Regions from separate parts of the Hordeum vulgare genome. Here region 2 is linked to region 1. The links are chromatin contacts, called in public Hi-C maps. All regions are on one chromosome and are shown on one strand. The core of a region is the stretch at or near the end of the contact, and the rest is flanking DNA. Distances in the headings are between cores, read along the strand shown. Region 1 holds the start of LOC123448074. Region 2 has its middle 190 kb from the start of LOC123448079.

What was found. A called contact is a pair of places that touch in the nucleus more often than the background predicts.
Region 2: a contact with region 1 is called in a Hi-C map of leaf, with 4 times the contacts expected there. The contact joins the enhancer-like site here to the promoter of LOC123448074 in region 1. A contact is called at or near these places in 4 of 6 Hi-C or Micro-C datasets (leaf, seedling and an unstated tissue) and 1 of 1 datasets of contacts at active chromatin or transcription factors (embryo).

Annotation. Positions count from the first base shown.
Region 1 is chr4H:116,517,292-116,523,956 of MorexV3_pseudomolecules_assembly, reverse strand. LOC123448074 reads left to right here and starts at 3,296. Exons shown (of 3, transcript XM_045124847.1): 1 at 3,296-3,620; 2 at 4,012-4,204; 3 at 4,296-6,665. The coding sequence starts at 4,087.
Region 2 is chr4H:117,028,314-117,035,180 of MorexV3_pseudomolecules_assembly, reverse strand. It overlaps the pseudogene LOC123448076. Among protein-coding and RNA genes, the nearest start is that of LOC123448079, 190 kb to the left of the region's middle. Within about 2 kb of position 5,575, at least 3 of the 3 cell types and tissues checked have open chromatin away from gene starts, as enhancers often do. A contact at or near this core is called in leaf and seedling, where this site is marked.

The DNA.
Region 1 (6,665 bases), core at 2,047-4,546:
TGTTGGAGCACATCCAACTTTGATTCCCTGTGAATTCGGTTCCTTCGTGCATATCAACCAAAGTGTCCCAAATTTCCTTTGCTTTCTCAAGATGACTTATCTTGTTGAATTCTTCTGGGCATAGGCAGTTGGATAAAATGTCGCATGCTTGAATGTTTTATTGCAAGATCTTCAATTCTTCCGTTGTCGCTTCACGACTCGGTTCCTTTTCACCATCGAAGAATTCACCTTGCAATCCAACACGAACAACAACCCAAACGACGGGGTTATGACAAAGAATATGCATTTTCATTTTGTGCTTCCAACTAGCAAAGTTTGTGCCATCAAAATATGAATCTCTATGGTGGTATTTCTCTCACTAGACGCCATACTCTCCTAGGTTGCGAAATCAATCTAATGGGGACCAAAGCTCTAATACCACTTGTAGGATCGAAAGTATGTCTAGAGGGGAGGGGGGGGGGTCTTTAGACCACTTGACCAAATAAAAACTTAACATTTTACCAATTTTACCGATTGTAAGTTTTAGCAATTTTATCAAGTCTAGTACACCCCACACATGCAAGTCTACGAGTATAGAAGCGGAGAGTAATGCCATGACAGTGTAAGTAAAGGGTAGGGGTAGGAAGATCAAACGCAATGAAGACACATTTTTTGCATGATTCTGATAGGTAGTGCTATCGTACGTCCACGCTGATGGACACTTCAACCCAGGGAGGGTAATAGTTGTTCGAGTCCAAGGAGGCCTCCACCCACGAAGGGTCCACGAAGAGGCAACCTTGTCTTATTCCACCATGGCTTGCGTCCACGAAGGACTAGCCTCACTCGAGGTATATCTTCATGAAGTAGGCAATCTCCTCGCACTTACAAACTTCTTGGTTCAACTCCACATGATTTGGAGGCTCCCAGGCAACACCTAACCAATCTAGGAGACACCACTCTCCAAAAGGTAATAGATGTGGTATGGATGATGAACTCCTTGCTCTAGTGCTTCAAAAGATAGTCTCCTCAACACTCAATCATTCTCTCATAGAATTTGGCTTGGTAGAAGAGATTGATTGGGTGGAAAGCAACTTGGGGAGGCTAGAAATCAAGATTCGTATGGTTGTAGTGGAAGATCTTGATCTCAACACATGATTCTCTCTCAGAAAATAAATGGTGGAAGTGTTTGCTTGTTCTGAGTGCTCTCTCTGTGAACGAGAGAGAGGCGTATATATAGCCATCTCCAAAAATCTAACTGTTACAACATTATTGCCCAACTCGATGGAACCGAAGTAAAAACTCGGTTATACCGATTAGTGCAAAATGTCATTACTTTCGGTGTTTCAACGAGACCGATAGATAAAAACACGGCGAGCCTGATTTTTGATTGACCTGGGCACTTCCGCTGACTCGGTGGCACAGAAATGCAAAACTCGGAAATTCCGATTTTTGACAATTAGATACCAACAAGATGGTCACTTCTTTTCGGCTGTACAGAACCGAAACTCGGTTGCACCGAGATACTACGGTTTGGCTTGGGTTGTGTCTAAGGGAAACTCTGTGCGGCTGAAATGGAAAACTTGGTGGCGCTGAATTTGACAATATGGATCTTGGACATAATCTTTTGTTAGGGATTGGTGGAGGATTTTTGTGACAAATCTCTAAATACTATGAGCACCGAGATCATTTTCAATACCTCATCCCTTTTTAATAGTATTGGCTTTTCTATGGACTCAAATATAATTTCTCGCATAAAATAAAATGTAGTCTTGAAGCTCTTGCCAATAAGTGTGGCATCTAGGAGATCCTCCTCACAATTCCTAGCCAATCCATTCATTGAACTTTTCGTGAAATATATTTGATAGGCTCATTAGTTCAATGAACTATATGTTGTTTTTAATTACCAAAACCACCTAGAGAGAAGTTGTGCTTTCACCTTGGAGGTCCAAGAGCTCGCGAATTGTCATGTTGGAGAGCATACCACGGCAGTTCCAGCCCAAGATTTTCATTTGGCCTAACGGACCTCCTCTTCGAAGGCCGCCGATGCACCATTATCTCCCTTCTCTTCTCCAATGGATTCCCTCTCCTTCGGCACATACTACTCCTCCTTCTCACACATCTCCTTTGCAACATGTGTGACAACACCATCCACATCCTTCACTGTTTCCACTCTACCCCCACACACCTGCTTAAAGGAAATGTTCACATCACCATATAGCATACGCTCATAACTATCCAAAGTTTTCTCGAAGGAAAATTCTAAATCACTATCAGTGGGGCGAACGTGAGGAAGGTGTCTCCTTTTTTACCTATTTTTTCCTGTGGACATCTTTAAATCTCTCACTCACGCTTTCCTTCCTCTCTTTCCTCCCCTTCTTCTTTGGATAGCCCTCCATAGGTTTCTTTGGCCACATTGAATTTAAAAAATATATTATCTATGGTTGAGTCACCCGCAACACTAGAGGCAGCAAGTCGTGCAGCTACCACCCCTAAAAGAGCCTCCAACACTCCAGGCTGGAACAACAATTGGTATTGTAGATTCCTTGATAAACCTAATTTGATTAAAAGTGCTAAAAATGATAGTTGCCTATTCATCCTCCTTTCGTTAACCATATCGGTCCTTTCAGCCGTGGAGCAATCCGTTCGTCATCGTTGCGGTTTGTTGGCGATGCCTAGCGAGGAGGAGCGACTCCTCGCTTTGGTCTACCGCCGCTCACTTACGAGAGCAGAGACGGACGCTCGCTGGCTCCGTCGGAAGAACACCAAGGCGCTCTGGCTAGCCACTAGCAGTCCGAGTGCGAGGTGGCAGAGGCGGCGAGGGTGGCCGACTCAAGCGGACGAAGGCCTCATCGTCATCTCCGATTTCTCCTCCTCGTTCTCGTCCTCCGACGACTCCGATTATCCACCACTTGCCGTGGACGCCTACAACTGTTGTGGCCATCGGAAGGGCAAGGGGTCGGCAAGGAAGTGGTAAAGACGCTCCTCCTTTGTGTTGCATTGTCGTTTTTTAGTTGTTTAACTTTAGAATTATCGGTTGATAAACTGTGATGATTTTTTGGATGATATATTCAAGATCAACGGTATATGACGATGGATTTGATAATGGTGGTTGCAGGTGGTGGCCAAATTAGCTCATAAAAGTTGTAGATGCTCTAGATTAGCTGCCCCCTTAAAATCCGCGTCCTTTTGGAGCTATTGACTTGTCCACGTGCAATTAATTACACGCACACATTTTCCACCGAGTAAACTGGCGTGGTCAAGTGGTCATGCCGCCAAGCAGACAGCGCCATGCCTTGTCTCATCCCCAAACACAGCATCACACACCACCATTTCCTCCCCCTCGTCTCCCCTCTTTCTCTTGGTCCCCCTGCCATCGTCTCCTCCCTCCCCCGCCCCCCTTCTCTCTCCTCCAGCTTTCACCAGACAGCCCGACCCTGAGCTCAGCTGGACATCACTGACGGCATAGCCTTCTTTCCCCCTTTTCGCTTTTGCTCCACCCCTCTCCTCCCCCGTGGCCCAAGATTCACCGTCCCCCTCGCGATCCCTCCGAGTTCGCTCTCGCCTGGGGAGGCGGGAGAAGCAGCGAGACATTGCGGCGTGTGAGATGATCTTCTCCGGGGCCGTGGTCTTGCGAGCACAAGGTTCGTGTTCTTTTCTCCCCCCGGTCCTCTCTTGCGTACGGCTGTAGATTTTTCTCCACTTCCTAGATCTGCAAGTGCTCCCTCATCGATTTGGATGATCCGTGGTCCATGTGATTCTTGCTGCCATGTTTTGATGGGCTAGGTGGCGCTTTTTTTTATACGTATATCTATATTCTTGAACTTGACCTGGCTGTTGTTGACTAAATGAATCTGTCTAAAAACAGTCGTCTGATGTCTATTTCTCTGGGAAAGAAAATATATTGTGGTGGAGTTCCTCCTTGCTGCATTGTCCTTATTCCTTTATTACTATATCCATTCTTTTGTATAATAGATTATTTTGATGCCTGGGAGTGGAAGATAACTGTGGTGAAGTTCATTATTTTGTCATCAGGGGGGTGATGTTGGTACCTTTTCACTGAAGTGTATCTACCTTCTGTAACCGAGATATTGCGGCTGTGAGGAGATCATGTCCATGGAAGCTCAGAATCTTCGGTTCGTCAGGTGCCCCAAATGCCTCCAGCTTCTTGTGGAGTACCCGTCCATTCCGGTTTACCAGTGTGGTGGCTGCGGCACCATTCTTAGAGGTATAAATCATATGATCCATCCTCCTTGATTGGCTAAGCAATATCTCTATTTTTCAGACTCTTTTTTGTATTCATTGAATATTTGATGCAGCGAAAAATCGAGGTGCGCCAGTAACTCAGCCCGATTCGGTATCCGGTGAACAGAACAATTTTCGACGCAGCTCGGAAGGGTCCCCTCAGACCAGCAAGTCTATTTGTTCAGATGAACTGAAAGTTGTCTCTGCTGATATGCAGCCTAGTGAAAATGTGGTTGAGGGAAATATTTCATCTGTAGGCAAGCATGCCGTTTCCTGTGAGAATGTTAACGGAGAAAGGACTATGCCTGTTGGAGAGAGTGCAGCATCTGGCGAGGTTGACGGCGAGGAGAATTGTTCCTTAAGTGTTGGCAATGCCCGAAACCCTGAGTTTATGATCGAAGAGCCAGATGGCAAAAGTACTGCAGCTAATTCTAGTATGAAGCTAATAGAAAATGTACAGGGTGTTGAAATAAGTGAAGATGCAGATGGCGAAAAGGGTTACGTTATGGATGTTGCAAACGATGCTAATGTTGCCAGCGAAGCTGCAGCTGTCCATAGTATCGCAGGTGAGGAACTGGGAGATGATTCCAGTAACAATGTGATAAGAGAAATAGAGAGCATGGCTGAGGAAAAAAATTCTGCTGACAATAAAAATATGAACTGTCATGAGGCAGCTGAGATAAACAAACTGTACGAGGAAGATGGGGCTAAATCCATTAACATGGTGGGTCAGAGAGAGGAGAGGTTGCAACCGTATGAGGGTTTATGTATTGAATCTTATGAAGATCTGATTGAGGAATTGGAGCGGTCTTTATCATTAAGTGATGACGAGGAAGACTTTTCGGATGTAGCAGACAATAATGGGCTTAATGATGCTCTGCATAATCAAATTGGTAGCCGGAGGATTTTGTCAGGGGGCAAAATGGATGATAGCCCTCGAAGCGATCCTCATGGTCGATTGATTGAAGAACTGGAGAGGTATTTTAGTGATCCAGAAGAACCGTTAGAACATCATACTGCGGTTGTAGACAAAGACATTCAAGACAAAATTCATGTGAAAGAGCATGATAAGGATCCACAATTCCTGGTTAATGAAAGTGCAAATGCTTTCAGTGATGCAGATGAACAGTCAGAACATCATATTGGGGTTGCAGACAAAGATACTCAAGAAAAAATTCATGTGAAGGAGCATGATAAGAATCCACAATTCCTGGTTAATGAAAGTGCAAATGCATGTGCTGATGGCAAATATGTACAATCTGAACAAAATTTTGAAAAGAATGAGCTAACAGCTTATGGCACTAAAGAATTGGAAGAGGGTTGGACTGGAGATGATAATAAGATCGCCTGTGTTCATGGGAATGAGCATTTCGTGCTTACATACACAGACAGTCCAGCCACAATTCATGAGAATGAGATTGATAGGGATGCACAATACCTGGACACTGAAAGTGCAAAGCCATATGAAGAAAGCATCTCTTCCTTTGGTGACAGGCGTCTCAAATGTGGACAAAGTTTCCAACAAAACGAGCTAACAACTGAAGTCCCTAAAGAGAAGGAAGATGGTTGTATTGAAGATGACAATAAGATCAACTGCTTTCATGCTAATGAGCATGCCATGGTTACAGATAAGGACATTGCAGAAACAGTTCATGAGAATGAGCATGAGCATGATAAGGATCGACGGTACCTGGGCACTGAAAGTGCAAATCTATGTAAAGAGGATATCTCTTCATTCGATGATGAACATCTCAAATCTGGAGAAAGTTTTGATCAACACGAGGTAACTTCCAATGGCACTGAAGAAAAGAAGCAGGGTCGTGCTGAAGATGACAATACCACTATCTGTGTTCAAGCTGACAATCCAGTAGCTGATGCTGGTTTTTCAAGCTTGTCAAATGAGAGGATTAATTGCAAATCAACCAGCTTCACTAAGAAAAAAGAAGAGATATCATGCAGGTACAGAGATAGTTTACTTCGTCAAGGACTTTCTCTTGATTCTGAAGACTTCAGGTCAATCCAAAACTTCATTGAATCACAAATGGATGGGACCTCCAGTTCTCTCTCAAGTGGGTCACCTAGTCAAGGGGATCTGATGATAAAAACATCAAGTAAGTTCAAGACTGTTGATCAACTTGAGCGCCTCAAGAAGATGGATGGTCTAAGAGATCAGCTAAATAGGCTTTCTAGCCACAAGGGCTTGGAGAAAAGGTATCAGAAGAAAGACCTGGAATACCAGCCACAACAGCTTAATACATATGATGTCGAGCAACAGTTTCGAAGTGTTGATACTGACTCCATCCCAAGTTCTTGTACTCTAGACTCCTATTATGGTCATGGAAAGCCACCAAGGTACCCCCCACCAAATCCTTTCTCACCACCCCATTCATGTGCACACTGCCATTTTGGACATGTGCAAGCCCACATCCCTCAAAGCTTTGATG
Region 2 (6,867 bases), core at 4,326-6,825, 510 kb before region 1:
CTTTTCTTATTTAAACCCCTGTTGGTTCAATAGGAAAAACCTTCTTATTCTTTTTAAGAAAGATATGATAAAAGTTGCTCTTTTAGTCTTTTAAAAATGTTGCCCCGCTTCTAAATATTTTGTTTACAATTTTTGTGTGTTTTATTCTGGTTTGAAATAAATTTTGCATTCCGTTTGTTTGCAAAACAGAGTGCTTATAAAATAAATGGGTTTTACTTTTTATGGCTTCCTAAATGCTAAAACTCATGTTATTTATTTGTGTGTAATTTTGTGAGTTCAAAAGTATTTTTCTTCTCCAACCTCTCTTTTCAGATCAGGGGTTACTAATTTTCCTTGTAGTTGATTTTAAAACAAAGGAAAACCCGTTTTATCTCTACTAATAAAAGCACGAGAGGGCAGATCCAACTCATCATCTCAGCCGTCTAATTACTTAATCAACGGTCTAAACATGTTGTTAACGAAAGTAGACAATTTTCGTTACCGAAACCAAGCACGCTAATTCCATCGCTCGCTAATCCCACCCCACGTCCATGTTCTGGAACCGCTCCTGAACTCCCCCCCCCCCCCCCCCCCCCCCCGCTCGTGAATTCGCCCCGCCACCCGCTCGCCTCGCGCACCCGTCGCCGCCGCTCGCTCGGCAAGCCCCGCTAGCCTCACGCACTCGCCGCCGCCGCTCGCTCGGCCCCGCCCTGCTAGCCTCACGCACCCGCCGCCTCCGCCGTTTCAAATCCCACACCGCTCCTCTGCCTCGCCGCCACCAACCCAAACCTCCGCCCTGGCTCCCGCTTCCGCCGCCAGCGCCATCGCCGTGTGTCCCAGCAAGCGGACGGAGGATCCTTCCACGGCGACTTCCGGCTTCGGGTGAGGACCCATCTCCAATCTCTCCCCTTGTTTCACTCAGATCTGCAACTCCACTCATGTTTCTCATCCCGATCGATACAGAAGGATATCCCCATCCGCCTTCATGGTGCTGCTGCTGTTGGTGTGGCCGTGGCTGCGTTTGCTAGTGTTGGAGGGGCCACTGCCGCCGCCGCCTACCTGCCGGAAACAAGGCATGTGCGCCGCCGCCGGACCCGCCTCACCGGCCCAGTACTAGGCGTCGGACCCATCCTCTCCCCTGCTGATGCCTCCCGCCGCCTCCCCCCTACCTCCTCTGGATATCGACGCCGCCGGCCATCCCTCGGCCTCTTCTGGACACAAACGCCGGGCGTCCATCCCTCTCCTTCAAGCGAACCAGCCGTCGGTGCTCTCCTTTCCTACAACCCACGGTGAGCATCCCTCTGTTCCTCTTTTTTTTGTACGCTAATTTGCTAGATGGATGGATGGATTGATGCCTTCTCTATGCTGTTAGATGGATGTATAGATGGATTTCTATATGCTGTTAGATGGATGAATCATGATGTTAGATGCTGCTACTAGATGCCTACAACGTATATGCTATTAGATGGATGGATATATGTCTTTCTGTATGATGTTAGATGGACGAATGATGATGTTAACATATACTACATGCTATTAGATGCTGCTATTGTAGAAGTTTTCATGAATGATGCTGTTAGATGAACACATCTTATTCCTCTCTTTCTCCTGTCTTTTGCTACTGTATGAATGATGTTGTTGGATGGATGAATGTTGTTTCTCAATGTTAATGTGGGAATGGTGAGTGGTAATGGTAGATACTGTTCAAAACAATAAAGTGTTAACAATTCATCAAGCAGTTTCTGTCTAAGGGTAGTACAAACATTTCAGCACACGACTCAATCCACAATCTCAAACTGCAATCTCAGAAAAGAACTGGATGGCAGATTCTTTGAGAATTTTCCAGAATCTTGATTCTGCAGAATCCTGCATGAAAAGAACTGACCCCTGGTTTGTAGTGTTACAGTCTGTCATATGTAGAAGAATCTACTTTGGGATCTTGCTAACTTGAGCAACTTTCATGCAGTCTCAAATGCATCCTCATCTAACCCTACATAGGCATCCTATGTGTGCTGAGGTATCTTTGTACTAACCTCTCTCTCTATCTGAAGGTTTGTCATTTCAAGGGTATATTTTCACAGACGTTACCAGATTATAAAATTTAATTTCCTTGTTGCCCAGATTATCGAAGAATTCCAGAAGTGCCATGTGGATCACCCGATAAAAGTTTTTCTTTGGTGAATGCACATATCTTAAGATTAAGCTTGATAGGTGCTTCCGGCAGGAGGTAAGCAACCTTTTGCCCTAAGTTAGAGTCATTGCTAAAATTTATTTATTTTGTTTTCTATCATAATTTGTAGGAGTTCTTTGTCTCCCTAAATGTGCTATTCTCCTTGTGAAACTCAGAAAGCTGTGAAGAGAAAGGCAAACTTTGAAGAGAGCAAGAAATTTAAAGAAAGGTTGCAGGCTTATAAAAAGGAAATGGCTGAGAAAGAAAATGAATCATAGATTCGAATGGAGGACATGGATCTTCACTGAATTCTTTTTTGCTGAAATCCCGTGGTTCAACTTTGTGAAACGAAGTTCCGGACTTTTCTTTACTTCATGCTTACATCACATATCTACTGTTATAAGATTACAGCTGAGGTCATATAATCTATTTAGAAGTTCATATTTCCTTCTGTGGCTGATGCTATTCATGGTTAGTCTATTTTCATCATATATAGACAATAATCTTGCTCTAAGCTAGTGTTGTACTGTAAAAACTTATGTATGAAATCTTCACAACTATGAAACGGTCGACAAGTAAATACAGTCTAGTTTCTGGTACTTTGCTTCTAGAATTAACTTATTATATGTATATGCACCATCTTGTAAGGTAGGAAAGTACTGGTCATTAAATTACATTGCTATGACCTAAGAATGGCCAGTTGGAAACTTTCCTCGTCAGAGTTTGTATGAAATGATCTGACTGATTCACACTCGGGTCAACAGAATGAACATTGTTGACCCTGAAGCACTGATTGATATGGATGGTTTCATTTCATCAAAGTTTCGAAATATGATGTGAAATAGTAGCCGCTTCCTCCATTCATGCCAGTATTTCATATACTTACCAAAGTTTAAGGGGGCTAATCTGAAGAAGACATGCCATTTTGTGCGAGAACTACTTACACATATTAGACAATAGATGTATCTGGTCTTTCTAAGGTTGCATTGCAACACTTCAGTTTGTTCCCTTGGTTCTTTTACCATAAAATTTGTAAGGTCCCTTATGTTTGATTTAGTGTATAAACTATTTGAGACATGCCCTGCATGCATGATTATTCAGTATATTTATGTTCATCTGATGTTATGTTCTTGAATCATTGACATCATTTACGAGTTGATGTTAAAAACACACTTTGTTGTGTATCAATTCTTTTTTTTGTCATGCCTTGTTCCATTTTTCAGAATTTATAGAATACAAATTTATACTTTATATTCAGACGGATTTTATGTGTGTTGGTGGAGACGTGCGTTGCACGTGCTCAATTACTATCCTACATAATTATCCACTGCACGCAGTTAAAAAAGTTCAAGAAACAGGAAAAACCGGAAGCTTGCCCCTTTAGCATTGTTACTTATTTATGGTTGTTCTGAATCAGGTGGATAGTTGATATACTATTCTTAATTGGAGCTATAGCTTTTTTGATAATGTGTTCAGTTGGGGCTTCCAGTACGCGTAGCAGGTGTCATTGTATCATAACAGAACTTGAGACATTTTTATAGCAGCAGAAAGTCACTTACAGCAGCAATGGAAGGACTCGAATCTTTTCCAGGATGGGGTGTGTAACATCAGCAGCAATGGAAAGACTCAAAGATCTTCATTTACATTCGCAACTGCTGGCCACATATATAGGCTGATATAGTAGTACCAGTATGTTTGGATTTGAATTTCTAGGTTACCTTTCGAAGAACTCTTTAATTTTCGATGTATGCATCACTCTGACTTTGGCCAAGCATATGCATGAACAATGTGTATCTCTGAAAGCATATATATGCTTTTATGTTGCTCATATACCAACAGTACCTTCTTCGAAAAAACAAACCATCCTTGTTCATGCTTATGTCTGAAGGTACTGCGCTAAGACGTATGTGAACAATCTAAACCTCATAATATGGAACTCTGCTTTCATGTTGAACATATGCAAAACACAATCTTCTTTAGAAAAACAGGGCACTATTATTTAGGCTTAACTCTGAATCTATTGCAGTAAGACATGTCTGAATAATTCAGATCTCTCAAAATACAACTCTGCTTTTATGTTGCTCATATATGAAAACTACCATCTTAATCCATCATTGTGCACTCGAAAAATATGTTTGATCGTAAAAATGTGTTCTTCACTTTGATAGGTTTGTATTCCCCCTTCCCTCTTTTCTTTAGAGATAATAAGGTGGTCATAGTATAATATGATTTCAAATTTTATACTTACTTGAACTTTATGTTTGTGAAGACGTGCAACGCACGTGCACTGTTATTAGTTTGTGTGAAAGAGAGAGAGAGAGGCTGCTCCTAGGACTCCTCCCTCTCCTGGCCCAGCAGTGGAGCAGCAGCTAGCGAGCAGCCTCGCCAGCCCCGCAGCCACACAGGCATCGTGCACCTCTATACGGCTGCGCATCCAGCAGCTCCACGTCGGCAGCCGGTCGATTTGATGGCCGTCCGGCGCCCGCGGCCCCTACAATACATGCCCCTGATGCCCTAGAATCTCCCCTCTCTCCGTTCCGCCCTCCACCCTGCCTCGCCGCCGCAGGTAAGCCCCCCCAAGTGCCATGCTATCGCCGCGTCCGTCGTGCTCCGGCCGAGCAGCAGCTCGTGCCTGGGGTTGACATCTCCGTCGCGGTCCCGCTCGTTTGGTGCACGGGAAGGAAGCCCCTGGTGCTCCTCTTCTTCTACGAAGCCAAGGAGGACACCGAGGTTGTAGATCTTCGCCGCCCCGAGCTCTTCTTCCTGTTCGTCGCGGACCCGAAACACCGGCACGCTCCGCTGTCCTGAGCAGCGTCTGCGACGCGCCTCCAGCCGCTTCTTCTTGCCCATCGATCCCTAGGTGAGCCACGCGTCACCCTTGAGCTTTCCGGACGTAGATTGCTAGGTGTATAGCACGTCGTGCCCGTGCCAAGACCGCGCACTTGGTGCTCTGCACCAAGGTGCGATTTGTTTGCGCTTTGTCCGCGTAGAAGCTCGTGCGGTAGCCAGACAGCGCAGCTAGCCATGCCAGCATGCCAGCGCCCCGTAGCTCGCCCGCCTCGCCTCGCCTCGCCGCGTGCTCGCAGCACCTGCTGGCTTGCTGCCATAGCCGAGACGAGCGAGCCTCTGCTCGTGCTCGAGCTCCGACGCCCCTTCCTTGCTGTAGAGTCGAGCAGCCCCGGGAACGGGACCCCTAGGGTTCCCGAAGCCTCTCCGGTAAGCCTCAGCCACCGCCTTCGCCGCACCGCTCGCTGACGACGTGTCGCCTTGTCTGTTGCAGTCTTGCAGGGAAGAAGACGGGTCGGCCCCGCATCGCTCTAGGGTAATATAAGTCGAGACGCCCCTGTGGTCAGCAACCGTGGCATAACCCAGTGGTTGACCACTTGACCGCCCGCGCCTCTACCATGAGGTAGTCGGTTCGATTCCTCGGATCTGTAGAACACCCTTATGTGAGTGAGACCGTGACAGTGGGCCCTTGGCCCCATCTGTCATCCTCTTAGGGGCTTGGCTCACTGCCAGCTGTACCCCTCTCCATTTATTTTTAATGTTGTTTCTGAGTGCTGTAGAAAATTTGCCCTATTTAGAAATTGTCCAAATGTGGACTCTGCCCTATATGGCATATGCCAACTTAGGCAAATGAACGCCCCATTTTTGCATTATGTGAGTGACACCGTGACAGTGGGCCCTTGCGTCGGTTCGATTCCTCGGGCGCGCTGTAGAACACCCCATTTTTGCATTATGTGAGTGAGACCGTGACAGTGGGCCCTTGGTCCCATCTGTCATTCTCTTAGGGGCCTGGCTCACTGCCAGCTGTACCCCTCTCCATTTATTTTTAATGTTGTTTCTGAGTGCTGTAGAAAATTTGCCCTATTTAGAAATTGTCCAAATGTGGACTCTGCCCTATATGGCATATGCTAACTTAGGCAGATGAACACCCCATTTTTGCATTATGTGAGTGAGACCGTGACAGTGGGCCCTTGCGTCGGTTCGATTCCTCGGGCGCGCTGTAGAACACTTCATTTTTGCATTATGTGAGTGAGACCGTGACACTGGGCCCTTGGTCCCATCTGTCATTCTCTTAGGGGCCTGGCTCACTGCCAGCTGTACCCCTCTCCATTTATTTTTAATGTTGTTTCTGAGTGCTGTAGAAAATTTGCCCTATTTAGAAATTGTCCAAATGTGGACTCTGCCCTATATGGCATATGCCAACTTAGGCAGATGAACGCCCCATTTTTGCATTATGTGAGTGAGACCGTGACAGTGGGCCCTTGCGTCGGTTCGATTCCTCGGGCGCGCTGTAGAACACCTCATTTTTGCATTATGTGAGTGAGACCGTGACAGTGGGCCCTTGGTCCCATCTGTCATTCTCTTAGGGGCCTGGCTCACTGCCAGCTGTACCCCTCTCCATTTATTTTTAATGTTGTTTCTGAGTGCTGTAGAAAATTTGCCCTATTTAGAAATTGTCCAAATGTGGACTCTCCCCTATATGGCATATGCCAACTTAGGCAGATGAACGCCCCATTTTTGCATTATGTGAGTGAGACCGTGACAGTGGGCCCTTGCGTCGGTTCGATTCCTCGGGCGCGCTGTAGAACACCCCATTTTTGCATTATGTGAGTGAGACCGTGACAGTGGGCCCTTGGCCCCATCTGTCATTCTCTTAGGGGCCTGGCTCACTGCCAGCTGTACCCCTCTCCATTTATTTTTAATGTTGTTTC